Linked DNA regions of Gossypium arboreum: region 2 is linked to region 1. Evidence: chromatin contacts called from public Hi-C data. All regions are on one chromosome and are shown on one strand. The core of a region is the stretch at or near the end of the contact, and the rest is flanking DNA. Distances in the headings are between cores, read along the strand shown.

Region 1 (7,371 bases), core at 3,358-5,857:
AATATGAACACAGTAAAAGGATCAAATCTGTAATTTAATTGTTCTCTTTGTAATGGAAAAAAACAAGTTGAACACGTGTGATGAGGAAGGGTGAAAATATCCATTTCGATTTATTATATTGAAATGGATTTTTTATCCATTAGAAATATATTTTAGGGAAAAATTACAGTATCGTTTTAATCGAAATAATTAAAAATATTAATTATTTAAACTGACTAATATTATTATATAGTAAAAAATTAAATTATGTTAGATTAAAATATAAAAATTAAATGGTAGAAAAATCAAATTGTAATTTTGGTTGTTATGTTATAATGGCTAAAAGAAAAGTTGGATACCTGTAACGAGGAAGGCCTTAAGGCTTCCTTTTATAAAGTAAAGATTATAGGAAATTTATAAAATATATATATATATATATATATAAAAATTAAAGATATACATAATTAGAAATTTATTAAAAAAGAAATGTATAAAATTTATAAGGGAAAAAATTATAGTAGGAGCATATAGTTTTAGGCATTAATAAAATAATATCACGTCATTAAATTTTAAAGATAACAAAATATTATTATACATTCATCTATATTTAATATATTTTCCAACTTAATTACTTAAAATAATTAATTTTTTAAATTATAAGCAAACATCTTTTCTTCTTTTACAAATTTTAACCATTTTGTTTTTTTTCCATAAGTTAATATCTTTTATTTTTGTGCAACCAATTTAAAAGAAATATATAGTGATTTTTGTGCAATTTTTTCATATCATTGACACATAATTTTAGTAATTATTTTATCTTGAACCCATAACCTTAAACATCGAACTCAAACCCTAAATCTTAAATATTGAACATTGCGGTGCAAGGTTTAGGATTTAGAGTTCAAACTTAAGATTTGATAGTTTAGGGTTACAAGTTATGAATTTGGAGTTTGGGGTTACAAGTTTATGGTTTGGATTTAAGGTTAAGGGTTCAAAATAAAAGAAATTATCAAAATCATGTGTCAATAACACGTAAAAGTTTGTTGAAATGTCAATAAATAATTAGAAATGGACTATGAATAATGTGGTGGGAAGGGTCCATAAAATAATTTTTTTATGGATGAATATATAATGATTTCATGTCTTTAAAATTTGATGATGTGGCAAATTTTTTTTTGTGCTATAAAACCTTGATTTGTAGGATTTCTTTATGTAAGTCATTCCCAATTTATATAAAAAAAGAAATTATAAAAATATTACAAAGAAATTATGATATTATAAAAAATATTTAAAATTATAAATATAAAAATTAGGATTTTAATTTTTTAATTAGGAAAAATGTAAAAAAATTATTAAAAAGAATAAATCTAGACAATGCACTTCCAAAATTCAAAAATAAACATAAAAATATGAGAATTTATTTTGAAATTATTATTTTATGAAATTAAAATATATATAATGTTTAAAAACATGACCAAAATGAACATAGATAAATACATATCTAAATTCAAATAAACTTGAATATCCATTTGTTTAGTTTCATTATGAATATGCATTTTAACTTTTTTCTTATTATTTATATAATTATTTTATTAGGTGATGATGTCTTACTTTGGTGGTTTTAAAGTTTAATGTAATCCAAGTTCGAGGTAGGAAAAAAAAAAAAAAAAAAAAAAAGAAAGGCGAAGTTGAAAAAGTTATTATTTTAATCATTTTAGAAATCAATAAAATTATAAAATCATACTTTTTTTCAAAAATAATTATTCTATACATTAGTAGTAGAATACAAAAAAATTATAAACAAATTTAGGATGCTGTTATAAGTCTTTTGTTATTTTTTTAATTTTTAAAAATATGTGACAACATGTTAAACTCGCTTATGGTAAATTTTAAAAATTCTGTCGCGTGTTCTTAATTGATTTTAAATAAATAAAATACATACTAATAAATTTTAACAATTTTAATCCAACATGTGAAAGCTATGATACAATTGGACCAACACAGGGAGTAGGGGTGTCGGAGGATGTAGATATCCTAAAATGAATTTTTTTTTTAATTAAATGAATTTAAAATGATAACATTTTGTTTTGATCTTTTAAAATTATAAAATTATAAAATATTAAAATAATAAAAGCACACTCTTATTATAATAAAGATTATAACTTAATTTCAGTACCCTAAACAAATTTTCTGCCTTCCTCTGGCTAAAAAAGAACCCGAAACTAAAGAAGCTTTAAACTCTGCCCAAAGGTGGCAACGAATTCATCCATTTGGTTCTTGTTTAAAGCCACACCAACCTCAATTCCACCTTCTTCATCCCTACACTCCGCCATAGATATAGTCTGCCCGGACTCCACGTGCATCAGCTCCACCTTCCGAGGCCTTCCCCACCCAAAATTAGTATCGTACACCCGCAACTTCGGCGAACCGGCCAAATTAATTAGACGCCCCGTTTTACTTCTCTCTGCGATGCTAGTTAGCCAATTCTCCGCCCCACTTATACCACTTTGTACCATTTCTTTAACTTTGCTTCCGATGGCTTTGGCAGCTAAAACAATCCCATTTTCACCTGTTAACTCCTCCTTCTTCATCTCTACAATTCCAGGTTTTATACAGTTCCCGAAATATGTTGACGGAACCGGAAATTCAAGGCGGTTCCGGCAATCGAAGGGGAATAGCAAATAATATAACTCATCAGCATCATCAACATATGATAAGGTGTTAACAACACTTACTTTTGATTTGATCAATGAAACCCATGTTAGAGCACATGTTACCACAAAAGTTGATACATGATGGAATTGGTTCGAATTAGCTTCGTTCATGCACTGCGATGCAACCAATTGCTTGAGCCTCTCGACATCGGCTCGACGAAACACGAATGTGGCACGAACCATGTTTACTTCTGATCCGACATCTGTTAAGCCCGAATTCTCCCTGAGAGATGAAAGCCAGTCGTGATACATTTTCAATAGAAACGACTCTACCCTGTTAGGATCCTTGATCACATCCTTGTTAAACAATGGAAGCGATGATTTTTCAAGACCGACCGCAGCGTAAACGTCCACCCAAGACTTCATGAAATGCATGAATGCCTTCCCGTCGCCGATCACGTGGCAGTAACTAGACCCGATGCAAACGCCAGCGTTCGGGAACACGGTCACTTGGAAGGCAAGTGCAGGGAGCAAGACCACCCGCGTACCGTCTTTCGCCTCCGACAGTGCGGTCCGTAGATGTGGCGCGAAGGGATGTAACGTTTTAACGTCTCGCGGATAATCGGCTATTGCACAGCGGAAATCCGAAGGGGATTCGACGACCGAGAAAGCAACGGAGCTGCCGCCGTCTTCGTAATGGATGTAAGGCTTCCCCGGTGACGGAGGGCACACTACGTTGGCCGCGAAGGGGAAAAACTGTTGCAGGGTAAGGGAGAGAGATTGTTTTAACAACGGGAGAATGGTTTCCATGAAATGCAAGGTAGGGTATGGGAATTCATAGAAGAAAAGGCGTTGAACATTGGGAAGTGGAAACCATTGCAAATCAAAGAAAGTGAGAGGAAGAGAGGTAGTGGGAACTGAGCCTGGCGGTGGTGAAACGTGGCTGCTCTCAACAACCTTCATTGGCTTGGTTTCATCCATTTCCTCTTTCTTGATGAATAAAGAAAGGATATAAAAAATTTATAGAGAACAAGACCTCAAAATATCCAGACAAAGCAAGTTCCAAGCTCCAATGTAGCTTAAGAAATAGTATATTTTACCCTGTAAAAAGTAAATGCAAAGAGCGACAACTGTCACCAACTAAGTGAGGCGGTGGCTTGCCCTATTAATATCAAAATTGCAGAAAACGACCACTAGGATTAAAGTAACATATAGGCTTCAAGCTAAAATTGTAAGTACATAGTAAATTTAAAAAATAACATACTATTTTAAAGTAAAATTTGTAAGTAGAGGGACCATATAAAAATTGGATGAAGAATTAGAAATGGTGCCCGACTTCATCCTCCCCTAGCATGGATCATGACTCCTCACCCGTCCTATTTCAAACTCGAATTTAAGATTCCAAATTGACACTTCTCATTTCAATTTGGGTCTCCATCAATTTTTTTTTTAATGTAGCAGATATATTAGTAATTAATTTGATGGAGCATTTTAGATGAGGAAATATATTGCAAAAGTAAGTAATTTGATGGACTATTTTAGAATAAATTCTGTCCCCTTAAGGTTCTTCCTCCGTTGATATTGGAAATAAAGAAACCAATCCCAGATATTGGGAATAAAGAAACCAATCCCACAAACATAAGGAATAAATTTTCTAAAATTAAATATTTTAGTCACTTTCTCATTTAAGTGCGTTTAGTAATTGAAGTTTAAAAAGTATTTTTTAATTAAAATTATAATTTCAAACTAAAATATTTAGTAAACAAGTAGCTTTTCGGGTCAGACTAAAAAATCTTACTTGAGGTTCGACATATTTTAAAAATAGATCTTATTTTTTGCCTAAACCTATTTTTTACGCATATATTTTTATTCAAATCTTTCAACTTTTCAAACGGTGTAATGAGAATTTTAATAACTTCTTCACCAAGTTCATTTATATAACATCCTCAAAGTAAAGAGGATTTGGTTCAGTCACATGTCATGTAGGAAAATTAAAGAATTTTTAGAAATAGATTAAATAGGAATTTTAGAATAAAAGTATAGAAAGAAATTGAGCTTATATGCCATTGAGAAAGGCATTATTGATGTCTATCTGGCGAAGTAGCCACTTATGAGTTACAGCAATAATTGTTCGCACTACTGGACTAAAAGTGTCTTGATTTGAGCATATCCTTCGCACTTATCACGATCTACTGAATTATCATCTTTCATTTTTAATTTTGAACAACCAACGACATCCAACGGGTGTTCGACTCTCTAGCAAAGGGACTAAACTCTAGGTATGATTGTTATGCAAAGCAATCAACTCATCATGAACTGCTTCCTGCCACTTGGGACACCTCAATACAGCATGAATATCTGCAAGCAACAAAGAAGAGGACATATTAGTAACATTATAGGACTGAATTTTAGGTTCGTAGATACCTGCTTTTCCTCTAGTAATCATGGGATGAATATTAACAAATGGACAAGAAGAGAGATCCTGTTGAACAACATCAGAAGGAAAATCAGTAAAAGATGCAACAAAAAGGAGTTGTAAATTGTTAACAGGAGACTTATCGAGAACAATTATAGCAGGTGCAACATGATCAGAAACATCATCATGAGCAAGTGCTACAGGAGAGGGAGTAGAAGATGTAACATCAGGAGATACAGGAGTTGAATGTGGCTGAATATCTGAATGTGAATCACTGTTGAGTGAAGAACTAATTGCTTAATGCCGAACTGACCATATTGCATCTCCAAAGCTCATATACCACACTGAATTTAAGATTTAGTTACTTAAATAATGATCATAAATTGTTATTGTTTTTATTTAAATGGCAAAAAACAATTATTTAAAAGAAAAAAAGAGAGTAGTAAATCAGAAATTTACAAAAATTATTGCTACTAATATGGTACTTGTAACACTTGCGGCAAAATTAGAAGGTAGTTCGCGCATAATGAAGTTTCAGGTCATATAATTACGAGTTCTGATTTTATGAATTTATGTGTTTGATGATAACAGTCTTTTACGGGTTTAAGTGCTCATTTGATGTATAATATAAAGGTGGATTTTTTTATTTCCAATACGCAAAAATCACCTGAAAAATGACGGCAACGGGAACTCCACCCCCACCACCGTCGTCCAAACCCGAAGACGACCCGAACCTATCAAACCGGCCCGCCGTGATCCCGAACCAAACTCTCCCCTTCACCACACATCGGAAAAAGGGGACCAGTATCCGCTCATGGCTTTTACTTGACTCGACGGCCCACACCTTTAGGTTGGAGGCCGGCAAGCATTCTATCATGAGACGAACGGGTTTACCCGGTCGAGATCTTCGGATCCTGGACCCGCTTCTTTCTTACCCGTCGACGGTTCTGGGTCGAGAACAGGCCATTGTGATTAACTTGGAGCACATAAAGGCATCATTACGGCTCAAGAGGTTTTGCTGTTGAATTCCAAGGATCCTTCCGTTACACCGTTTGTTGATGAGTTGCAGAGGCGGATTTTGTTGCATTATCAAGCAAACCAATCCAAGGTTTTTTTTTTTTTTTTTAAATTTCGGTTTTTAGCTTTACAAGGGGCAATAGTCCAAAACGTATCAAGTACACGAAAATGGTTATGTGTCGACCCAACTCAAGAAGATATTTTCCTTCTGTGAATCTTGTTTCTAGTTCTGGTTTTTGACAAAGTCAAGAAATAGATCTTGACTTCATTCGAGGATAATATTGATTAAAACTTATCAATATTGATGTACATGCTACCACATGGTCAGGTCATACAGTAATAGTTCAAAACCTATCAAGTCAGTGACACGCACATCCTCTTAGCAAGTGGTTGTGTGTTGACCCAATCGATAAGACATTCTTATTCTGTTACCTTATTTACTTGTTTGTACTTTTGGTCGCATAAATGAAATTCAAATTTGTATGATCGAATTCAGTTAAATAAACAAGAAAATAAAACAAACGATGTATTGATTAAAAAGAGGGTGTTTTTGGATTTGGGAGTAGGAGGGTGCTATTGATGATACCAACTGCATAATAAGAACTACATCACAAAATCTATTACCAAAGATCTCACAGCTCCAAAGCCTAAGTGAGGAAGGCAGGGGGGAAGAGAAACAAGGTCTTGAGACTCAAGAAGGCACTAGGACTCTACCCTTTGAGTTTGTTGCATTGGAGGCCTGCCTTGAAGCTGCTTGTGGCTGCTTAGAATCTGAGGTCACCTTTCTTCCTCTATTTTTTTTTTATTTGCATCTTTTCTACGTCTAATAGAGCGAATGTTTTCATTAAGTTTTGGGGATTTTAGTTAAACTTTTATAAACTTTGGGTTTTTAAAATTTTAAAAGATTTTAATAAGAATTTCTAAAAAAATTGAAGGGTCTAATTCTAAATTTCAAAATTTTTAATGAAATTTAATGGCAATTTTCCAAATTTCATGGGGTCAAGGCCTCTAGTTTCAACTTCTTCGATGTTAACTCTTAAAAGATAGTAGCTTGAATCAACTAAGTTAAATTTAGGATTTTTGGTATCGTATTGTTTTATTCATTATGTTTGTTGTTGGTCTAACTTTGGTCATAGTTCTTTTACCATGTTTAAATTTGAAAATTAATCCATTTAGTTTAAATTAGCACATCTTGACACTTACCTTTTATAATATTACTAGTAGGTCCAAATTGATAATACTGTTAATTGTTGTTGTTAAAGTGACGACACAAATTTTCTTTTAAATAGCCTTCAACATTCTACT
Region 2 (7,695 bases), core at 2,117-4,616, 72 kb after region 1:
AGTTAAAGTCATCACATGTCGCAATGTAGTGTAACATATGGCGAAAAATGATAAAATGTTTCTTTTAGGATTATAATTTTTATAATTCTTTTACTAATTTTATAATTCTTTACATTTTTTATCATTTTCTTACAACTTTATAAAATTTTATCTATTTTTTTCTATATTTCTATATATTTTATATTTTTACGAATTTTATAAAATTTTACAATTTTGTAATCTTTTTCTAATTTTTAATAAAAATAAATATTTGTTATATTTTATTAAAATAATAACAGATAAATATTTCTTAGATTTTTATTAAAATTTAATAACTTTTATAACTTTTATAGATTTTTATTTTTATCATTTTTTGCCACATGTCACGTTGTAGTTGTGACACATGATGACTTTAACTAAAAAAATTAGGGACGGTTTGCTTTAACGGTCAACCATTAAAGTTAATAGTTAAATGGCCTTTTTTAATGCATTTTTTTGACAATTGAGTACAAAAAAAAATTAGGGCTTTAATTGCTTTTTTGAAAAAGTTTGAGAGCCTTTTTTTATGTATTTTGGTAATTTAAGTATCCAATTGAGAGCAAAAAAAAAAAAAAGAGACTTAATTGCTTTTTTTTTTTTTTAAGTTTAAGTATTCAATTGAGTAAAAAAATAAACTTAATTGCTTTTCTTGAAAAAAATTAAAAACTTTTTATACCCTTTAAACCAAAGAAAAACCAAATTATAATTTCAACATTTGTCAATGGACAAATGGACTATGGTACTACAAGAACCAGGCTGCTGGGCCTCTGGGTGGTGGTCCAACACCATTTTTTAAAATGGTTCAAGCCTTCAAAAGTTTGCCCACCCCACACCTGAAGAAATGTTCTATGCCTACTTGGGTTTTTTTTGTTCTCTCTTATACAATGTCCAAGTTTCCCGCTGGGTTACTGGGGGCATTTTACTCAGATTTGAAGTATCGAAAGGATGTCTATATTATATAAATTATATTAAGGAGTCCTATTAAAATCAAATCAAGAAATATGGGCTCGCCCTCCATGGTTAGGGTAATACTTCAATATTTATACACTCAAATAATATGCATGGTACAGGTCGTAGACACTTCAAGACACAAACATAGGTCGAGCAACAGCACATATGTGTTAGGCCTTTAACCCCTAATTGCTCAATAAAAATAAGAGATAAGACTATATTTAAACCCTCTTAAAAGCCTTTCCTCAACCAATGTGAGGTTACCTACATTGTATTATCAACAATTACAAATTTAAATACATTTAAACATATATATTTTAAATTATTTCAATAATAATAATATCAACCAAATTAAAAATCATATACTTAAATTAATTGATTTGGAATATATGTTTTATCTTCTGTGTAAAATAGTACATAAATTAAACCTTATCATTATCAATTACCATGGCATTCGATAAATTATTTTACTTTAATTTTATTTTTACTAAATCGAAAATCTATTATAACAACAATTGAGTCAAATTTTTTATTTAATTATTACATGTGATGCATAATAAATAGACGATTTTTTAAAATGATTACCTTAATACTGAATGAAAGTAATATATATTGATGTAACTATTTCATGTAATCTTTTAAATCTTTTGTATATTATAGTGTTTGACACATATTTGAAAATAGACGTGTATTACTTTTCCAAACATATATAGAGAAACATATAAAATTTGAGTATGCTTAAAATATATGGATATCAGCAAACAAAACTCATGTGACACATCATACCCTAATTTCAATCTATATTAATGAGGCTTTTGAAAATTTTGAGGTCTCGTATTTAAGTTTCATGGTGTATAAATTTGATTTAGATTTATTTTAATTGAGTTGTCCAAATAGATTTTAGTTTGTGATTTAAGTTAAATTAATTATTCAATTAATGTTTTATTTATTTAATTATTTTATGATACTATTCGTCTAATTATTAATTCTTATTGTAATTTCTCGTATAATTATAATTTATTTCGGTCAATGATGAGACTTTAAGATTTCAATGATCCAAGTTATATATTTCAATTTCAATTTTAATTAATCCAATATATATTATACGTTACTTATACTTATGTTTATAAACTCTTTAAAAGACTGACTTAAAAAAAAAAAAAAAAAAACAAAAAGGAAAACCCTAATCTTCAATCATAATTAATATGTACTTACATGGGACACTCCCAGCTGTTATGATAGGGAATTGGCCGTTTGAATTGAACTGTTTTTGGTGTTTCCCATGTCCATGGGACTTAATTGTAATGCTTATTCGCTATTTTGAGACAGATAACCGACACCATATGCAAATTAATCCATCTCATCAATGGTTGGGTTATCCTACTTATTAGCTCAATTCACATGAGTTTATTATCAGTGTAGAGGAAGTGGATTTCAGTGCGTTAAAGCGAATTATCCTCTTTTTTAAGGGTTGAGAAGGGGTTATGGCTAGTTCTAAGTATTGTATAAATTTTTTTTAAAAAGTTTTAAGTAAAAGTATAAGTTAAATTTGATTTTTAATATTCAAATCTTAAACTTGACTTAATCCGACTCATTTTCAAGTTTATAATATATATTGTCTTTTTTTTTTTATATCACATGTATATTAAAATATGTTAGATATTTATTAAAAAAAGAATTTTGATAATTACTAAATATTAAATAAAACTAATTATATTATTTAAAAAGTTTAAAAAAATTGTTAGTGGACAGAAATGATTTTAAATTAATCATTTATCAATATAAATGAATTAAGATAAAATATCGAACTTGAATAAATATATATGATATTAAAATTATACACAAAATCAATTTAAACTTTACTTATCAGAGCTTATAAATACCTCTAATTTTCAAACATGCCTGATTGGAGCCATACACTTGTAAATTATCTTTTATTATTTTCAATTTTATTAGATTTTGTAGTTTAATGCAATGTCCTTTTCATTTTGACTCTTCTTGGCTAGTTTTTCAATATTATTTGCCATCTTGTACCTTTCCAATTAATTTCATCACAGATCATTTGTGAAAATTTAAACCCTAAAAACATTTTCAATACGATGGCCATTGATTCCTCATTAATCCCTTCTCAATGAATGCCACTCAACTATAGATATTAATTTTTATTTGATTCTTGAACAACTTTTATATTATATATATTGAGTGTTTAATGTGTTTTTTTAGTGAGGAGAATCGGATATTTATAAAATATTATTATTTATCGAAATGACGTTTTAGGTAAACTCTATGCATACCAACATGTATACTGTTCTAGACTTAACACGTGTTCATCGAACCACTCAGTTGATTTCACACCCTTTGCCTACAAACACCTAGGAATATGCAAACTTAGCTCGCGAGCTCTCCCCGTGAGCCTTAATGTCTCTACCTTGTGAGGCCAAAGTTCCTCCTCATCTACTCGAGCTATAGGTTGGTAGTTCGAAGTTGTATTCAAGTTTCGGGTTGGTAACAGAAAATACCATAACAAAATATATATATATATATATATGAAATTTTTGTTAAAAATCTTCATTAATCTTCTATTAATTAATGATTCAGAAATATAAATAGAGTCCAAGTTAAACGATTTTAACAAAAAATATATAATATTAATATGATATATAAATTTGATATAAATTTAATTTGACCGACTCATGTACAAGCATATTGCAGGGGGTGTTGTTAATGCTGGTTTGTCTCATGCAGTGGCTCCTTTCGAAAGGTTCCAATGAGACTTTTGTCCTAAAGAGGTGTCAAGTCAGACTCTTTCTTTTTTCCTATATAAAAGCCTGAAAGGGCTTTTACTACCAACACTGCATTTCGGGGAGGGTGGGGTGTGGGGGTGCATTGCTGTCACCTTTGTAGGCCCACCGTGGCGGGCCATTCATTGCCTCAGCCCAGGGTTCACATGTAAATGAATGCCTTTGTCATCCTTATGTAATACTTACATAATGCTTGTTTCATATATGCTGCATCTACTTTTTCTTGCAAACAGCCTGGGATTTGAAACCCACATGTTGTTTTCTTGACCCTATTTTTTTAAGAAATTCCGAGCTAAGAGGTGTTCATGACTAGATTGGTTTTATATGTGATTTTATATAATATATAAAATAAAATAAAATAAAAAATATAATATAAAGTAGAGAACATTTTGAATCAAATTCAAGCCTTTAATATTAGAGCTTAATCTTCATCCATCCAAATTTTTGCCCATGTCGCAGCAGCTTCGTGAGCACAATATCACGGAAAATTTTAAAGAATAGATTGTGACACCACTTTTTCCAAGTTTGTAGCATTGTACCAAGAAAACATGTTTTGAGTTGGAATTGAGGTGAAGCTACACAACAATGGAACAAATGTGTTTAAAATCGACTACATATTATACTCGATTTGTATTTACTATCAAGTTTGGCATAAAGATGTAATGTTATATTTGGTAGGCATATTATTTTTTATACATGTTTTAGCATATGGATTAGCAATAAATTGATTCAATTGATTATATTTAGTCACTCTCATGATTTATATTTAGTAAAGAGAAAGAAAATTTTTCGCTTATTTTGAAAAGACCTTATTTTTTATAAGAATTATTATTCATCTTTCTAATTTCAAATTTAAATTTGTACTAACTATTCTTTATTTTATATCGATCTAACTATTATAATACATACGTAATAAATAAGCTTTTTCTTCGATTGTTACCTCGTAACCAAACGAGACATATTTGTTATAATCCTAATAAGGTTTTAAAGTTTAATACCAATTCTAAATTTTTGAAAATTTGATATTCATTATAGATTACTACATTCTTGCAAACATATTCAATACATCCTGGAAGAGAATAATAAACATTTGCATACAAATGTTTTAATAAGAAATTACAAGCTTAAGTAGATTTATATCGTAATATGAATTTATTGATTAAATTAGTCTTACGAGTTAATTTGGTATCGTTCGGTTAAAGAAATAACTAAAATACCTTATTATATACAAAATAATTTATATTATTATGAATACATTTCTATCTTTTTAAAAAAATTACATATAGTGAAATTTGAACCTATGGTACTAGCATCTATAAAACCTTAAATTTACTACTTCATCCAAAGATTTAATTCTACTTTGAGATAAATTTTAATACTTGTACATAAGAAGGTTTTTCATTCACATTGCTATATCTTTACTAACTTTAAACCCTTGACTAATTAGTTGATGTCGGATTAACTTGTGACACTAATTTAGTTGAGGAAATGACTAAAATACCTACTTATACATAAAATAAGTTATAACATTTTAACATGCTGTAAATAATGGCAATACAAGCCAGAAAGAAATTGGAATACATTTAATATTCTTAACCAACTGTATTTACCTATTTAAGATTCTTTTTACTCAAAATCTAAATTAATTTATTTTATTTTAACTTTGTACATATTATATATATATTATTAATTTCAAATCATATGTTTCATTATTTAGTGGATATTATTTTTACACGTATAATTATATTTTAAATAAGTAATTTTCATGCAATACAATTATTACCGTAATCCTTGGATTTAAATCGATTTGTGAAAAATTTACAAAAATATTTTGACAAAGCATAAGATATTATTTTGAGGATAATTTTATTTTTATATAAAATACAAAAAATATTTGCACATGATGAGATTGGAATCTAAAACATTATAATTTTTAATAACTCAAGTTTACCATTTTGACTAAAATTATATCAATTTTTGTTTTAAATTTGTTACATAAAATTTTCACTTATATAGTGGGTGTACCATAATCTAGTATATATGTACGCAAACAAAGAAACAAAAGGTAAAGACAGTTTTATTTTTATATTTTTCATGTTTGGCGTTTATGGACACTCCTCCTAATAATTTCATTTCAAAATTTAAATTTATATTTTCTCATTAAAATATAATATATCTTACTATTATACCCTAACTTTTTGGCGGGGTAAAACAAATTTATAACTCTATTGTCTTCGACAATATAAATTTGTTATTAATTTTTGGGTGCAAATTTAGTATTTCATTTTATTTTGAAATAAACTTGATTAAAATTAATTATTGAAAGAATTATCTCACAAAATGTGTGATTAGAATAATTTTGTAATTTAAAAAAATAAAAATTACATGACATGAACAAAATGCTACATCAATTGAAATGACAGGATATTTTATTTGATAAAACATTATGATGAAAGAAAATGAAATAGTTTTATGATTATTTTTTATCTCATATCATTTAATAAAACATTATGACGAAAAATAAAATAGTTCTATTTTTAATTTTACGTCATATCATTTAAAATTTTATTATTTGTGTTCATTAAAAAAATTCATAAGCGAAGTGACAAAAGAGTTATATTTAAAATAAATTCGATTTCTATTACGATAACCTTTGTTTTTGGCATTTGTAATATTTTGATGTTCAAAGATAAAAAAAATAAAATTGAAAGAAATATACACAAAAATTTAAGTGAAAAATTCCCCAATTGAAAAAAAAAATCACGATCATTATAAAAACAAAAACAACGAAGAGAAATTACAATGTGAAAATTATTATAATTCATAAACTATTCTCTCAACCCAAAAACCTGAAGTACACCCGTATTTCCAAAGCAAAATATTTAATTACGCCTCTCAAAATCTCTAAGCATAAATACAAGAGAAAATACTGTAAACAATAGAAAAAGAGGGATTAGAAAAAGTCAAATATATTGAATACTCAATACTTAGATGCTTTTATAAACGAAGTAATTGAGTTCTTTATATAAACTTGAAAACATACCTTATCATTTGCTTCTTTGATGTGTTGTGAAAATAATTAAAAATTTGATTAAGGTAAGTGCACTTATTAATTAATAGTACAGTTACGGTGAATACAAATATCGTTCCTACAAAGACTAAAAGTAATAGTGATTATCGTCTTTCTATTATTTAACCTAACCATTCGAGCGATTGATTAAAAACTAAAATTAACTAAATTAATTAACTAACGGACACAACAAAGAACAATTCAGGAAAGTAATCGAGTAACAATCAAGAAGCGAAATAATAACCAGGAAAGAATTCACCTAGATTTCATTTATCACTATCAATCTACATTACGCAATTTCTTTACTTCGCACATTGATCTGTAGAAATCCCTAAATTATGATAATATCTTTTTCGAGCATAAAAGCAACTGACTCTACGTTGATTAATTGGAATTTCTTTCTAATTAAAATCCTTATTATCGCATTAACTCGTTCTATGGATTCCCTGTTGGAGATTTTGAGTGGAGAAGATAGAGCCGGAGACGATATTAAATTAAACAGTAGACTTTGAGGCGCGGGTGATGCTTTCCAATGAGAACTATTTGCCCCAATATAAAGTTGCTAAAGGATTAAGACAAAGGTCCTCCCAGAATACAATGAAGTTTTTGAATTTCCTTTAATTAGCAAAATCGAGGAATTTCTCAACTTTTACTCTAATTTTTAAAATTGATTTGATTATAATATATTTGTGAGCGCCATAGACCATTTATTTATATACACTTAATGAACACTATTTTAAAGAGTCACAACCCTTTACATTTGATTTCCATTTAATATTTTAGAAAAACATGTTTCATGAAATCAAATGTATCCTTTGAATAAATCATCACTTTCTAATAAGTGCTCATGAATAA

The links. Hi-C and Micro-C count contacts between places; a contact is called where the count stands out from the background.
Region 2: a contact with region 1 is called in a Hi-C map of leaf, with 2.2 times the contacts expected there. The contact joins the enhancer-like site here to the promoter of LOC108463379 in region 1. A contact is called at or near these places in 2 of 5 Hi-C or Micro-C datasets (both in leaf).

Annotation. Positions count from the first base shown.
Region 1 is chr13:6,728,972-6,736,342 of ASM2569848v2, forward strand. LOC108463379 (magnesium transporter MRS2-3) reads left to right here and starts at 4,608. Exons shown (of 7, transcript XM_053024489.1): 1 at 4,608-6,033; 2 at 6,036-6,157; 3 at 6,633-6,842. The coding sequence starts at 5,724. LOC108461874 (coumaroyl-CoA:anthocyanidin 3-O-glucoside-6''-O-coumaroyltransferase 1-like) reads right to left here and starts at 3,614. Exons shown (of 1, transcript XM_017761844.2): 1 at 2,202-3,614. The coding sequence starts at 3,614. The coding sequence ends at 2,202.
Region 2 is chr13:6,802,240-6,809,934 of ASM2569848v2, forward strand. No RefSeq gene overlaps it. Among protein-coding and RNA genes, the nearest start is that of LOC108463176, 35 kb to the right of the region's middle. Within about 2 kb of position 3,367, at least 2 of the 2 cell types and tissues checked have an H3K27ac peak or open chromatin away from gene starts, as enhancers often do. A contact at or near this core is called in leaf, where this site is marked.